Linked DNA regions of Gossypium arboreum: region 2 is linked to region 1. Evidence: chromatin contacts called from public Hi-C data. All regions are on one chromosome and are shown on one strand. Each heading gives the region's core, a stretch centred on a gene start, on an enhancer-like site or on the middle of the called end of the contact. The rest is flanking DNA. Distances are from core to core; before and after follow the strand shown.

Region 1 (3,312 bases), core at 568-3,067:
ATGATATTTTGTAATAACAAAAAAAGAAAAAGGAAAACAGGGTTTTTAATGTCTCGTATTTTATAAAAAAAAAAAAAGGAAATTTTCACATCCACCTTGTTAAAGGTAAATGATATTGATATATTTAATAATAGAAACTAATTTAATCGGGGATATACCAACTTCAATATAGAGTTGTTTATGGTGATTTGATTTTAAAAAAAATTGAGGTCGATTTTTCGTTTTATTGTTTAAAAAAAAATACTAAAAACTTATTGGATTGGATGTATTGGGTCATAGAGGTCAGACTAATCTTGATATGGGAAATGCATAAGGAAGAGTGGAGTTATGAAATAGCCGCTAATGCTATACTTTGCCATTATGGTTGTAAAAAAAGGGAAATGGTAAGATGTCCGTCCTCAATTTATTCACTTCCTACCAAGGACATTCTTCCACTGTGTACACCTTTGCTGGCAAAGGATTCATTCATGCAATACATAAAGGAACACCTTATGAATATCCCAAACATCTCTTCCTTAATTACTTTCCCTGCTACTCTTCCTACTTGTTTCTCGTGTAATTCACTCTGTTTTTTTTTTCTTAGTTGTTATTAGTTTTAGTTTTCATTTCCATGAAGACTAATGCAGAAAAGTGGAGGCCTCTTAACGTTGTCATCACGTTGACTGAAGCTAATTATGGACCTAGTTTGATAGTTGAGAGGCTAAAATGCAATTATCAACCATTAATTCTCCGATAGTTTAGTTTTTAACGCTGCCAGTGTAGGAGTCACTGTGCAACAGTTTGATCAAAGTTTTCTGCTTTCCTATAAAATGAAGCAGAAAAAGGATGGGAACAAGCGACTGTAAGTTGTGTTACACCATTAATAGAATTTCTACTTTTATAAAAAGAAATAATGGTTAAAAATATAGTAGGAAAAGACAGCTAGTTTTGCTCCTACTCTGGTAGTCTGGCCCAAAAATAAAGTGTGATAAGATATTTGGGAAATAGGCCCATAAGATGATATAGCGCTAACAGATTTGTCGAATCTGGACTATCCACGTGGCCTTTTATAAGAACATGCTTATTTTCTTACGCCAATTCAACCAAATTCAAATAATTAATAATCTTATTATTTTCCTAAAATACCCTCCTAACTTACTAAAATTTCTTACTCAACCTTTTCATATTAAAAATTTGGCTTTGTTTTTGGTGTTCTTTAATCGCCAATTATATTCAAAAGACCTTATTGCTAGCATCCCATTTCGAAAAAAAGAAAAGAAAATTCTTTAATTTTTACTTTCACATGAGAGATTAATAGCCTAAAAATTTGGCCTGTAATTTTTATTATATTTTCAAATATATTTTGAAAGTTTTGTTATTCTATAAGTTCTCTCATTTATTTATTCTTTTAGGAATTTTGTCAAATTTTAAATTAAAAATAAATTTTAAGATAAAGAAAGAAAGAGACTTAATATTCAAGAAAATTGGACTTGTCACACACAATTTATGAGTGAAAAAGAAGCAAATTGTTTTAAAAAGGAAATGCTTTCAGTGAAAATAGTCATAAAAAGAGATTTTCCATGAATAGATATTAATTATATATTGTACAAAATTTTATTTAATAATATAATAAGAAAAAAATTCTCATTTAATTTTCCAGCTGATGCCAAAGTAGTGAAATTTAAAATTTCATTAAAAAATAGTTTACCATTATTTAAAGTAGAGTAAATAATAAGGAATTCTTTATTTAAAACATAAAAACAATTTGGTAAAAAATTCAAATGGCAAGGGCATTATAGTAAGTAGACTTTTATATAAATAGAAAGAAATCAATTCTAAGGAGGGGTGTGCAGAGTTTGTGTGTGTATCTCATTCTATCCATTTTCAGCCGTTTGATCGTCATTCTATCCGGTAATCCGTTATTTCTCTCCTCCGGCGTTAATCTCCTTCTTCGTCGTACACTGTTTTCCTCTTCGCCAAACACCCAAAAGGATTTTTATTGTATCAGTTTCTCACCATGGTTTCTGATTTCGCCTCCAATGTTTCTCTGCCTTGCCCTTCTAAGAAGAAGAGAGTGAGTAATTTTTTTTAAAAATAATTTGTTTTTGTTTCATGAGGAAATGTAGATTAAGATTAGTTTCATATTTTGAGAGTTTTTTTTTCTTTTTCTTTGTCTCTTTCTTTTTTTTTTTGGTTATCTAGACAAATAGATTAGCGAAATTGAAGCAGTATAAGCTCGATGTTAGGCGTGAACAATGGCTGTCTCAAGGTAATCTTCTTTTTCTTTTTAATTATTATATTATTTTTATTTTGAATGTGATTCTTTCAATAGAAACTAGAAAGATTGATTTTTTTTTTAATGAACTGAATGGAGCATTATTGAAAGGGCACTTGTTTGAACAAAAAGAGTTAATTGTTAGGAATGAATCGCTTATATTGGACGTTGTGGTTTTGGACGTGTGATAGGAAAATAAATTGGGAATTTCGAGTACTTATCGTTAGGGCTATTCTTTTCGTTTTATTAAGCCAAATGAATGCCTTACATATTTTTATCGACATGGTTTTGTTGAGTTCCTTCTTTTTTTTCTTTTGACCATTTTTAATATTTTTTTAGTATTGAAAGTTGGTGGATGCACATTCTGAGTATCAAATACATAGAAGAACTATAGGGAGAGAGTTGTGATAAAAGCAAAAAGCTTTTGACCCAAGGTAAATTTACTGGTGGGATCTAGGAACTAATATGAAAGAAGCAATTTTTATCTTATTTATGAGGTGAATGATTAAGATGGCTTTTGGGTTTGGATTGGTAAAAATTACCAAGTTACTGCATTTTTAGTAAATTCAATTGGTTGTGCTCATAATGGAGTCGGATTGCAAATGCAGTAAAGAACAAGGACTGCAAAGTGGATTTGAATGGGTGTGCTGGGTCTCCTCCATTTTCCACAAAGAGAGCTGATGAACAGAACAAATCATTGCGCAATTTGGAAACAAATTTGAGGGAAGAGGAAAGTGAAGATGCACTGAGCATTCATGAAAGTGATTTGGAGTCCTTGATGAACTGCCCCATTCAAAGCAATCTGGGAAAAAATGACACAAAAGAAGCTATTAGTGCACATAGCTGCAGTGGCAGTAGCAGTGGTTCTTGTTCTGGAAGTGTCAGTGAGGAAGAGAAGGATGGGTGCCTAGACAATTGGGAGGATGTTGCAGATGCCTTGAGTGCAGATGACAGTCAACATAACTCACCCATGAATTCTCCTGCTAAATCTGAAACAATGGTTGAATGTGCTGGTGCTGACCAACAGTTCAAGGACCAAGGAATAGATCAGTCAAATT
Region 2 (3,514 bases), core at 85-2,584, 260 kb after region 1:
GTCATCAAAAATGTATGACATTTGTTGGAGGCTCCAATTTTGTTCATGTGGTTATTATAACATGCCAAGTGGTCTTGTGGATCACCACGACCATCATAGAACATTTTGGGAAATTTAAATGTTTAGGGGAAATGGTGCAGAAGTATCTTCAATGCTAGAGGTTCGTTGGTGTAGCTTCAAGACAAGCCCGTTGACTTTGGCCATTAAAAGTACCGCATCTCTTTTATTAACTCTTGCATTCTTTCTTCAAAGACATATTCATCAATTTGCTAATGTTGTCCTCTTTTATGGTTTGCGGGGTCATCTTTGTATTGAGAGTTGTGTTATTTTTTATGTGTAGATTGGGTTGTTTCATCCTCTTGTTCCTAAAGATTTTTCCTTTGAGCATTTCTTACCACTCTTAATTTTTCTATAATATTCTCATTTCTCTCATTTCTCTTATCCATCTATTGTTGTTTATCTAACTGTTCTTGAAGAAATCTCTGTTGTTCTTGGTAAAACCTCTGTTAGGAGGACAGCTGTTCTTCAGGTGCCTTCATCTTTTCTTGTATCTATGTGAATGTTGTGAATCTAACTGAGGGTTTTAGGAATTCTGGTCAATTGAGGGGGGCACTAGTATGACTCTAAGGGTCTAGTCATAGTACCAAGGTGTCGGATACTGGTAATACTATTGATAAGGGTTGAAATGTGCATACTAGGTTTCTTAATTTGCCTGTCTAGCACTTGTTTGAGGTTGGTCATGAATGATGTTTCTTGGGGTGTTTGGCAATTGGGACAAGGGTTTTGCTCTCTGATTGGTAGGACGTTGTATCTGGATCGATCATAGTTGACCCACGCTCACCACACTAATTGCTGTTGTTGGAAATCATCAAGAAGAATGGTAGGAAAAGCAATGATTCACCCTTGAGGAGTGAGGAGTCATCATATCGTAATGGTGAGGATAATTGGAAAGGTTGTAGGGGAGATGTCTTAGAAAAGTGAAGTGTTAATTTTGGTCTGGATTTTTTTTTTAGAATGGCCCTATTAGAGAGGAGTGAAAAGGCTTATATACATGGAACAAAGGAAATTCCACTTGTTGAGGCCTCACTAGTGGCAATGTCATGTCTTATCACTTTGTAGAGGTGTCAATGTGATCTTTTAGATTGGTGATACCATAGGGTTGTTTGATAATCAATGGATGTAAGGCTCCATGTAATCTTGACAAGGGTAGTCCATGTTGGAGAGTTCCTTAGTGTAACGTTTGTTCAAGGGTGACTCCACGTTGTGGATTAGCTCAAGGGTGACACGTGTATCTGTCTACTAAGGTGGGATAACACTTCTCTACCCATATCGGTGTTTAAAATTAAAAGATTTCCGATCACTTTAATAAATTCTCTAACCAATTAAAATAAGTTTTTTTTACTACTCTCTTTTAATTCACTACATATCTTGAATTAATGGATAATGCTGAAATTTCTATAAATCTAATTTTCTATCATATAAAATATATAATATTTCAAATATAAGCAATGCTGTTTGTGCAGCTTGCTTTAGAGACTATATATTATACTGTGACTGTGATTACTCAACAAAAATAAAATGTTATTTTCTAGTTCTCTGCAATAAAACCCGTTTTGGAACAGATTGGAATTAAAAGTGGGAGGAAGCAGCAATCTCTCTGACTGGTGTATAGCAGCTCCTGATTCTCTGACAAGACAGCAGCCTGTCGTGTTTTGTTTTGAATCAGTTGTATTGGTCTTATGTGTATAAAATCTCAAACCCATTTCAATTCGTTTAGCAGATTGCTTTCTCTTTCAATATATATGTCTGGTGGTGGAAGAGTTCAGGGACTTTCCAGGTCATGTATTCTTCTTATAGGTAACTATCATCGTTTCATATATATTCATTGTATAAGTTAACTTGATGTTGCTGGTTACTAGCATGCATTTCTGCACGAAACAACCTGTTCTTTTAATCGGTTTAGGGTTATATGATTCCGATTTAGGTGGGCATAATAGATATAAATATGTTTCTAATGCGAGTATATGTTCATTTTTTTTTAAATGTTGAGATTATCATAAATTTAAGTAAATATTTAAGATTCGGGTTTCTTTTATTTGATAGTGATTGCTGGCATGGAGAGGTTTGCATTCAAAGGGGTGGCATCGAATTTGGTTACATATCTCACAGATGTAGTGCAAATGAGCAATTCTTCAGCAGCCAAAACAGTTAACAGTTGGTGTGGATTCACTTCAATGTTGCCACTGTTGGTGGCACCCTTGGCTGACTCTTTTTGGGATAGATATTCAACCATTTTGACCTCATCTTTCGTCTATGTTTTGGTGAGTCCACGCTTCTTTGTTCTCCATTCTAGGGCTTGCATGTCATGGAAATTTGAGTTTTTGATCCTTTGAACCACTTCATTTTCAGAGCCATATTTGTTTATTATCATCAAAATGGGACAAAGGAGTACCAACATCTTAGCACTAAAGATGTTGGACCCTGACCCATCCCAACTTTTCATTCTTTTAATTGCAACATAATTTTTTATTATTGTTATATAAATCTTTGTGACTTTAATATCGTAACAATTGTTATTTCCTAATTTCAGTTTTTTTGGTTGTTGGCGTTCATTTTCGATTTAATCAAAATGGTCAAATCATGCATCCTTTGTTATTTTGATGGGAATTTGCTGCCATGGATAGCACCAACCTCTTTTTTTGGCTTTTATCTCGAACCTCTTGCAAGATTCATGGCTTACCTAACCTCTGCAAAGAGTTAACCTTTCTCAGTGGGTATTTAGCCTATAACATTTTAATATTTTAAAGAGATATATTTGAACCTTTTTTGGAAAGTGGTTGAACCTGTTTGCACTAACCAGAAATGGACACTTTTCCCTCAAAATGATCTGGTATCATATTAGGCCTACTTGAAAGAGACATGGCATCCATATTAGTAATTCATGTTATAAGGTTGACATATCTGTATATTTATACTGTATTCATGCTAGTTTTTCGTTTGTTATAGTAATTTACATCGGTTTTTTTTTTTTTTTTTTAATTGAAGGGACTTGGAGCAGTGGCATCAACAGCAACGATATGGACATGGTCACCACCAAGCAACAAAAGCTCCCCAGCATTCCTGTTTTGGTCTCTGTGTTTGATTTCACTAGGCCAAGGTGCATATAACCCATCTTTGCAAGCCTTTGGAGCTGACCAACTGGATCATGATGAAGAATTACCCTCTAGTAAGGATGACAAAAACTCTAACAAAAAGAGTTTATTCTTCCAATGGTGGTATTTTGGTGTTTGTAGTGGCAGCCTCTTAGGTGTCATACTTATGTCCTACATCCAAGACACCTTTGGTTGGGTACTTGGATTTGCCATCCCCATGTTTGCAATGATTACATCAGTTGCAATTTTCACATGTGGTAACCGAATCTATGCATATAAACCAGATGAAAGCATTGACAGTAAGCCCTTTCAGAACATACTTCAAGTAATCAAAGTGACTGCATCAAAGCTTGTCAATGGCA

The links. A called contact is a pair of places that touch in the nucleus more often than the background predicts.
Region 2: a contact with region 1 is called in a Hi-C map of leaf, with 4 times the contacts expected there. The contact joins the promoter of LOC108486415 here to the promoter of LOC108460839 in region 1. A contact is called at or near these places in 3 of 5 Hi-C or Micro-C datasets (all in leaf).

The regions. Positions count from the first base shown.
Region 1 is chr4:10,953,893-10,957,204 of ASM2569848v2, forward strand. It overlaps LOC108460839, which reads left to right and starts at 1,818. Exons shown (of 5, transcript XM_053026991.1): 1 at 1,818-2,053; 2 at 2,182-2,248; 3 at 2,863-3,312. The coding sequence starts at 1,997. It overlaps LOC108460581 (paired amphipathic helix protein Sin3-like 2), which reads left to right. Exons shown (of 23, transcript XM_017760121.2): 23 at 1-90.
Region 2 is chr4:11,217,564-11,221,077 of ASM2569848v2, forward strand. LOC108486415 (protein NRT1/ PTR FAMILY 5.9-like) reads left to right here and starts at 1,335. Exons shown (of 4, transcript XM_017790468.2): 1 at 1,335-1,857; 2 at 2,104-2,321; 3 at 3,046-3,514. The coding sequence starts at 1,740. LOC128291754 (a long non-coding RNA gene) reads right to left here. Exons shown (of 2, transcript XR_008281595.1): 2 at 2,871-3,419.